Regions from separate parts of the Mus musculus genome. Here all the other regions are linked to region 3. Evidence: chromatin contacts called from public HiCAR-type and HiChIP or PLAC-seq data. All regions are on one chromosome and are shown on one strand. The core of a region is the stretch at or near the end of the contact, and the rest is flanking DNA. Distances in the headings are between cores, read along the strand shown.

What was found. HiCAR-type assays count read pairs that join an accessible place to other places. HiChIP or PLAC-seq counts read pairs in DNA pulled down with a chosen protein or histone mark.
Region 1: a HiCAR-type map of astrocytes shows a contact between it and region 3, with 3 times the contacts expected there. The contact joins the promoter of Cnn2 here to the promoter of Zbtb7a in region 3. A contact is called at or near these places in 2 of 115 datasets of contacts at active chromatin or transcription factors (SST interneurons and astrocytes) and 1 of 9 other capture datasets (liver).
Region 2: a contact with region 3 is called in a FOXA1 HiChIP or PLAC-seq map of pancreatic cancer cells. The contact joins the promoter of Hcn2 here to the promoter of Zbtb7a in region 3.

Annotation. Positions count from the first base shown.
Region 1 is chr10:79,987,239-79,989,938 of GRCm38.p6, forward strand. It overlaps Cnn2 (calponin 2), which reads left to right and starts at 1,362. Exons shown (of 7, transcript NM_007725.2): 1 at 1,362-1,502. The coding sequence starts at 1,440.
Region 2 is chr10:79,715,059-79,717,926 of GRCm38.p6, forward strand. Hcn2 (hyperpolarization-activated, cyclic nucleotide-gated K+ 2) reads left to right here and starts at 1,576. Exons shown (of 8, transcript NM_008226.2): 1 at 1,576-2,161. The coding sequence starts at 1,611.
Region 3 is chr10:81,134,826-81,137,525 of GRCm38.p6, forward strand. Zbtb7a (zinc finger and BTB domain containing 7a) reads left to right here and starts at 1,446. Exons shown (of 3, transcript NM_010731.3): 1 at 1,446-1,874.

The DNA.
Region 1 (2,700 bases), core at 112-2,611, 1.1 Mb before region 3:
CAGAAGGCTGTGAACACTGGGGGTGTGTGTGAGGGCTGTGTATGTGGATACAGGTGCGCTGCAGATGGAGAAGAAAGGAGGCGAGGAGGGTGGGCTGGGGAGATGGCTCAGGTCTGGGGAAATAGCTGCTCTTGCAGAGAACCTGGTTGTGGCACCTGCAGTTGCTGTCTCAGTGCTCAGCACAGTGGCCTGGATGCCCTGATACCCTGCTAAGCCTGTGTGCACCCCACACAGCATGGCCGCTCTTGACAAGTGCTTTCTTTAACTATTCCAAAAAGGTCTTCAGTGTCCCGACACCTGGGGCTTCCTGCCTGGTCACAGGAACCTGTGTTGTCCACAGTTTGGGACCATCTGGAGTCCGGTGCTCCACTGTACAAATTCAAAAACTCCAGCAGAGCCCAGAGAGGAAGGATTTGTCTAAATCACAGAAACCCAGAGAGGTGGGAAGAAAGCCACCCTTTAGAAGTATCCAACCACTGGGCGTGGTGGCGCACGCCTTTAATCCCAGCACTTGGGAGGCAGAGGCAGGTGAATTTCTGAGTTCGAGGCCAGCCTGATCTACAGAGTGAGTTCCAGAGAAATCCTGTCTCGAAAAAACTATGCTTCCGTCCTATGGCCAAGGCCTCTCTGTCAAGCCCTGAGACTCCCAGCATCTGTCTGCCTGTGTTCCGTGGGGCAGGACCAGCCCCTCAGGAATCAACTTGATCCATCTACAGACTCAGGTTGAGCTCAGGCACTTACTGAAAGGATATCATCCTCAGCCACTCCACCCTCACACAGTCAGCCAGCAACCCTCAGCCCTTCTGGGAGCCCCACCCCGACCTCCAACCGATCGCCTTCTCCCACCCTCCATATTTTGCACTTGGTGTTCTAGCAGAAAGCCTTTTCCCTTTGGACTGAAAAACTCATCCATCAGTGCTCCAGCTCCCGAGGCCTCCTTCTCTGAGAAGCTCCCCTCGAGAATCCTGTCTATGCCGCCCCTGCCCCTTCCCACTGAGATGTTTGGAGAGGGAGCAAGATTCTGGTAAGTGCCGGTAGTGGCAGAGAAGGTTTCTAGCCAGATTTTAGGATTTAGGGTCCCACCGAACAGTTTTCTGTCTCTCACTATGATACAGGAGGAGTAAACTGACTTCTGGCCCAGGTCGGAAGCCCACGCCCTTCGCTGCCTCAGTTTCCCGCAACTACAAACGGGACGGCGGGCCCCTCCTGATCGGCCGGGATGCTAGGGTGGCTCCGGCGGGCGGGGGTCCCGGCGGCCGAGGGGGGCTCAGGAAGTCGCGGCCACAGGAATTCGGCGCTTCCACGCCTTATAAGGACATTTGCTCTGCCAGCCAATCGGCGGCGGGGGCGGCGCTCAGCCCCGTCCCGGGCCGTCCGCCCGCAGCCCGACCCTCTGCCGGTCCCGCTGGTCCTCCTGTCCCGCTCCGGGGTCCCGCGCCATGAGCTCCACGCAGTTCAACAAGGGCCCGTCCTACGGGCTCTCGGCCGAGGTCAAGAACCGGGTGAGTGGGTTGCGGGGCTTGCCAGCCTCGAACGCACGACCAATGGGAGCGGGGCTCGCCAGCCTCGAACGCGCGACCGATGCATGAGCCGGGACAGCTGGGCTTTGCTTTACCCTGATATCCGGAGGGTCTGGGGTGCTGTGGGAAGCTGTGGCGTCTGGGAGGCTGGGGACCCATTTTATCCGCATCCTGAATGTCACCTCCAGCCCCGCCCCTGGACCTCTCAGTCCCCGGCGCCCCGGGCTTCCTGCACTCTGTGCCCCTTGCAGGATGTAAGAAAGTTAAGGTCCGGGAGAGAGAAAGCGAGCACACGAGCGATCCGGGCGTCTGAGAGTGCCCCCTGAGGCCCCATCTTCATTACCTGTCGAAACTTCCGTTTCATCTAAGCCACTTAAGTTGGGGACAGGGAAGGGGGCGGGGCCGGTGGCCTTCTTAACAGGGTGTGGTCCGTTCCAGGACTCCCACACACACCTGGGAAAGGGCTCACTGAGAGGAACCGCAAATGCAGGAGAACACTGAAGTCACCAGTTTCGGAGGGACATCTGGGGAGCCATACAGCAAGGTGTCCTGAGCTGATGAGGGAGACACTGATCCCAGACTTAGGGGGCTCAGGCCTGACATCCTGAAACCTTCTAGATAGATCCGCCAACCACACGCACACACCTGGCACCTGGGAATGCAAGTTTCACAGTCAGCTAAAGCCAAGCAACCTGCCTAGGCACGCTGAAGCTACCAGTCGGACCCACCTCCGACTGGCACCTGCCAGGTCCCTACAAGTGACACGAGAGGCATACCTACCTCATGCCACCCATGTGCTATCCTCAGCCTGCTAGAGACAAGTTGCTATTTCACTTCCCACCCTGGGCTCAGAGAGGTTGCTCTAGCTCCCCAGAGACACACAGCATTCTGACGACCCTGCCCAATTCTTCCTGGACAGACTGGACATCTCCCTGGAACAGAGAAAGTGAAAGAAAGAGTCAGGACAGCCCTAAGGATAGAGTTTTAGGAGCTGGGTGGGGCCAGGGACAGGTCAGCACTTGCTCAGGGGATGAGCTCTCAGATCCCCTCCAACTGTGGAGCTGGGAAGTGGACCCCCCCCCCCCAGTAGCCTGCAGGGGTCACAGAAGGGTTGCATCGTCCACTGGGAGGGGGGATCCGGAGACTTTTCTGCCTGACCTATGTGCCTCAGTTTACCCCC
Region 2 (2,868 bases), core at 326-2,825, 1.4 Mb before region 3:
GCAGTCTCCTGGCATGGCAGGTCCTCTGCCAGCCAGTAGCCATGCTGCCTCCTCCCCTGCACTCAACCACAAGTCCTGGAGCTCTGGCGACCTGCCCAGCTGACATCTTCCCAGGGTGAACATAAAAGATCCCCCTTCATCTGGAACAGGCATGTGCCCTGGGGCGGAGCAGCCTGGCACTGTCAACTGTGATGTTCAAAAGTGGAGGCCAGAGGGGTGCCAGGGGCAGCTCCAGAGTCCCCGGGGTCGGGGCAGCCCATCTGTGTCAGATGAGGGCATGCAGCTGGCATGGCACATCCAACATCACTGGACACCTACTGTGAGCAGACAGAAGTCATAGCCCCATTCTTGAGACACTCAACCAATAGCTAAATATGAGGTCAGGCCAGAAACAGTGAAGGCTGTAGGGACCTTGATGACCCATAAAGGGCTGGAAGGGTCCAAGAGAAGTTAAGAGGGACCCAGAAGATCTAAAAGGGTCTAGAAAGGGTCCAGAAGCATCCAGGGGAGTTTGTAAAAGGTCAGAAGGATTTAAGTGAACTTAGGGTCCAGGGAAATAAGGGAGAATCTAAGGATGCCCAGAGGGGACATAAGAAGGTCCCAAGAGTCTCCTGAATGAGAACTTTCTTCCCACCAGTTCACAGCTATTCTTCCCCTGTATTTCCTCCCTTCTCCCCAACATCCTGTCATAAAATCCTCTCCACTCTTTGGTGAAGAAGGGTGGGAATTTAGAGTCAGAACTAGTGTCACCTGGCTCCAGCCTCAGGCCACAGCCTTAGGACCCCCAGGAGCCAATGTCTCCCCGGACCTGGGGTAAAGTGTGGAATGTAACTGATGCCTGAGTCAAGGTGGCAGAGAGTAGGGGTCGGGTATATGTACAGAGGCAGAAGTTGAACCAGGATCCCCTGGAGACCGCTAAGGACTACCTAACCTGGGATCCTCACTTTTTAAGGGAGAAGTCGCCAGAAGCCACAGGAGTCTTGCTACTGTTTTTGTTGCCTGACCATGCCTCAGTTTCCCCACAAGTAGGGCTTGGAGATGGGCTGAGATTAGAACCCAGAATGATCTCAGCCCTTCTCACAAATATTCATAGGTTTCTGCCTTGGAGGCGGTGAAAGCGACAGAGCCAGAGATATGGTAGCCTCCGGGAACACACTTTTATTATGGAATCTGCCACCTTGAACCGAGAAAGGAGTTGGCACCCGAGGGGTGAGCGTCAGCGGTTGCCCCGCCCGCGGTGTCCTCGAGATCGCGGAGGAACCCCAGAGTGGACCAGGGCTTGGTCTGCATCGTGCGTCAAGGCAGGGGCCCGCCGGCTGGGCTCTGTGACCTTGGGTTCGTCCTTGGCCTCAGTTTCCCCCTGGGGAACCGAGCCTGAGCGCATCTCCAAGGTCTCAAGGGGCTGACTGACCTTGAGCCTGCTTGCTGGCCAGAGCCTCAGTTTCCCCATCCATCCCTGTGTGGGGTGAGGGTGGTTCAGGTGGAGGCGGGGCTCCCGCCCCCGCCCCTCCCCCGCAAGCAGAGGCTCCACCCCCGGCTCCGCCCTCCCTCGGGCTCGGCCGGCGGCGGCGGCGGCCGCTCCGCTCCGCACTGCCCGGCGCCGCCTCGCCATGGATGCGCGCGGGGGCGGCGGGCGGCCGGGCGATAGTCCGGGCACGACCCCTGCGCCGGGGCCGCCGCCACCGCCGCCGCCGCCCGCGCCCCCTCAGCCTCAGCCACCACCCGCGCCACCCCCGAACCCCACGACCCCCTCGCACCCGGAGTCGGCGGACGAGCCCGGCCCGCGCGCCCGGCTCTGCAGCCGCGACAGCGCCTGCACCCCTGGCGCGGCCAAGGGCGGCGCGAATGGCGAGTGCGGGCGCGGGGAGCCGCAGTGCAGCCCCGAGGGCCCCGCGCGCGGCCCCAAGGTTTCGTTCTCATGCCGCGGGGCGGCCTCCGGGCCCTCGGCGGCCGAGGAGGCGGGCAGCGAGGAGGCGGGCCCGGCGGGTGAGCCGCGCGGCAGCCAGGCTAGCTTCCTGCAGCGCCAATTCGGGGCGCTTCTGCAGCCCGGCGTCAACAAGTTCTCCCTGCGGATGTTCGGCAGCCAGAAGGCCGTGGAGCGCGAGCAGGAACGCGTGAAGTCGGCGGGGGCCTGGATCATCCACCCCTACAGCGACTTCAGGTGCCGCCTCCGGGAGGGGCCCGTCCTTGGCGCGCCCGGGAGAGGGCGGGGCGCCACGTCCCGGATGGTGACCTCGGGGTGGTGGCAGTTCGAGTCACCGGGCCGAGGATGGGGGGTAGTCCCCTCGCGGTGACCTCGGGCTCGACCCGGACCCACCCCCGAGGGACCCTGGTGTGCAGAGGGTCCGCCCTTTTGGAGGCCTGGAGTGAGGGGGTCCTTGGCGCTCCCCCTCCCGCGCGCCCTAGTTGCAGTGGGCGAGAACCGCGGCCTCAGGGCCAGGGTCTGAGCGCATAGGGGTGGAGAGGACGAATAGAGGGGAACGTGGGTGCCCGTAGGCCGCGGAGCAGAAATGAGGGTGGAAAGATGGGTAGAAAGGAGAAAGGAAGAAAAAGGAGGAGGAAGGAAAAGAAGGGAAGGAAAGAAGGAAGAAATAAGGAAGGACGCATGGGAAAGGACGCGCTCGGGAGGCCTCGGGGAGGGCGTTATTAAGCGGGCGCCTCGCGTTCCCACGGTCTCCACTTGCGCCCGGGGCGGGCGCGTTCCGAGTACCCACACATCCCGGGTGTGTGGCTACGGACGTGGCCTGAGTTGGCTGCTGCGTGCAGCGAAAGAAGCTGGCGTAGGGCCATGACCCGAGTGTTTGCGTCTGTCTCTCCTTTCCGAGCGAGCTTGTGATGTGATGCCCGAGAGGGTCCTGGGGAGGCGTG
Region 3 (2,700 bases), core at 196-2,695:
TAACATACCGGGCTCCCTTCGACCTGGGGCAGTTTGTAAATATTATCAACAACAGAAATAACAATGAATGAAAAATAACTAAATTAAGGACCGGGCATTTGGAGGCTGACATCTCATATTGTGACAGACACACTTAAAGCTAAAGCAAGGATGGCCAGTCTCCATACGAAGGGGAACTGAAGGGGAAACTGAGGCCAGGCGCTGGTTCTAACTCCCCGCTCCGCCCCCTCCCCAGAGCCAGATCCACAGTCAGGTCGTCTGGTGGCTGTGGCGTGCTGGAACCCGAACCCAGCAGGCCTGGTGAACCGGGATGTCGCCTGTCCCCTCCTCTGCCTTCCCCTCCCTCTCCAGACCTCTCCCACGACCAGAGAGGAAGTGGGAGAGAAAAGGACAAGGGGGTGAAAAAAAAAGAAAGAAAGAAAGAAAGAAAACAGAAAACGCAGGGTTGGATTCGCACTTTCCTACTTCCCACCTCTGTCCTGCGGAGCTGTGCGGCGCCCCTGCGAGGGTCCGGGTCCACGCCCCACACCAGCCGGGCCAGCCAGCCGGCTGCGGGGAAAATTACAAGGCCTGGAAAACAACCGTCCTTCCCCGCCCCTCGCCAACCCCTTCCCCGCGCTACGCCCCTGGCACAGCCGGGTGGAGGCGACTGTTTTATGTAATCGCGGGGCGGCAGGTTTGCTGGCTGGCTGCACCGGTGAGGGCGGGACCCCCGAGCTCAGCTGACATTTCGCGGCCCTGCAAGTCTTCCCCTGGGGGGTCCCTGGTATGGCTTTGGTAATTTAAGGCGCAGATGGGGGCGGGGGTGGACGGAGACCCGACACTCTAAAGCAACCTAGCTGTACTTGCAAACTCTGGGTTCCTCGCAGTTTGAGTAAACTGAGGTTTATGTGGGGGTTAGGGGACCTGGAGCTCAAATGCAGACTCTGATCTTTTTTCTTCCTTTCCTGGGTTCTTTGCACTACTTGGGTAAACTGAGGCCAAGGATGACAGGAGCGCCGATGCAACCTCGCCGACCTTGCAACAGACCTTTTCTTCTCCTTTCGATTCCTTGCATTATTTGGGGAAACTGAGGCTCAGAGAAGGGAGATGCGGTACCATGGCAGCGCCCTGGTGGCCTTGGAGAGAGGTGTGAGGCAAGGGACCGTCACTTCCTCGCCTTCATCTCAGCTCCTTGGGCCAGAGGGCCCCTTACGCCCCGGCACCCAGTCCTCCGGGTGCGCACCGCACTCCCGCCCCCATTGCCAACCCGGTCCCGCCCCGCCCCGGGCTTCGGGGGCACAGCCCGCGCCCCCTGAACCCCGCCCTGCGCGCACAGGCCGGGGCTGTTTATCTGCGGCCCCCACCCCCTGAACCCGAGGGGCCCCTCTTGCCCGCCCCCAGCACCCTGGGGTGCTCCGGGCCGTAGATAAGCCAGCAGGCTGGCACGGCGCCGCGCACGGGGCGGAGAGGTCACGGGCTTGCCAGGGGAGGGGCCGATGGGTCGGGGCTGCGCCCCCCGCCCGCCCGGCACCCCCAAATCCCTAATCGCAGCCCGATCTGCTCTCGCGGCGCAGCCCCGCGGGACGTGGCAAGAGCCGACCTGCAGAGCCTGTTCTGGCCGCGGTGGCCGGGGGGGCGGGCTGGGCGTGGGGGTGCCGGCGCTGCGGCACCTTTAAGACGAGGGAGGACCCCTCTTGCCCTCGGACAAACCAGGAAGGGAGTCGCGAGCATCATACGGGGCTTTGCGTACTGTACGGCTACTGTAGGGGCAGTGACGCCGCCGCCCGCCCGAGCGAGGTCCGCGCCGCGGGCTGCCCCGATCGCGCGTCCTCCGGGCTCGGGTCCCCGCGAGGTAAGCTGCCCGGGCTGAAGGGGACTCCTCTCCCGGAGAGGTGGGTTTTGTTTTTCTTTTTTTTTTCCTTTCTTTCCTTTTTAATTTCCTTGCAGGGTGGGGACGCGGCCGGGGGCGCAGTGCGCACCCCGAGAGCCCGTACGGAGCGGAACGGACTGGATGGGGGATCTGGGGCGCCTCCGTAGCTCAGGGGTTCTGGAGACCAAGATTGCCCGGCCAGAGCCGAAGAGGAGTCGGGAGGCGGGGGGGCTCCGCCCGGGTCCCTCCGGGGCGAAGGGCACAAGCCCGCTCCCGATCCCTCCTCCCTACTCGGGCGGCACGGCCTCAGGGTTCCCGGCGCGCGGCCCGCGGGGGAGGGGAGCCGGGCCTCACCGAAGGCGAAGGTGGGGGCTGAGGGGTGCGTCGCGTGCTAAGTTTGCAATAGGGCCCGGGGCGCGCCGCTCCCCTTTCCGAGTGGTAGTGGGCAAGCGGGGGGCGGGGAAGGCCTATCCGGGATTGCGCGCAGACGTTGGAGTTGGCCAGGATGGAGCGCCTTGGCGGAGGGGGGGAGGGGGCTGACAAAACAGGGAGGGGGGCTTTGCAAAAAAAAAAAAAAAAAAAAAAAAAAAAAAAAAAAAAGGCCCGAGAGAGGCGGAGGGAAGGGGTGAGGGGTGGAGTGTCTGGGAGGCGGGCGCGTCGTCGCGGTTCTCCTGGGCTCTGTAGTTCTTTCGCTTATCTTCAGTGCTTGTTGTTTTGGAAGGTGGCCTTGGAGAATAAACTACAAATCCCAGAGTGCCTCGCGATAGCGGCGGGTCAGGGAGGGGCGTTGCGGAGGAGGGGCGGTGAGTGGCAGACCTGAGGGCCAATGGATACTAGAAATCGTCCGG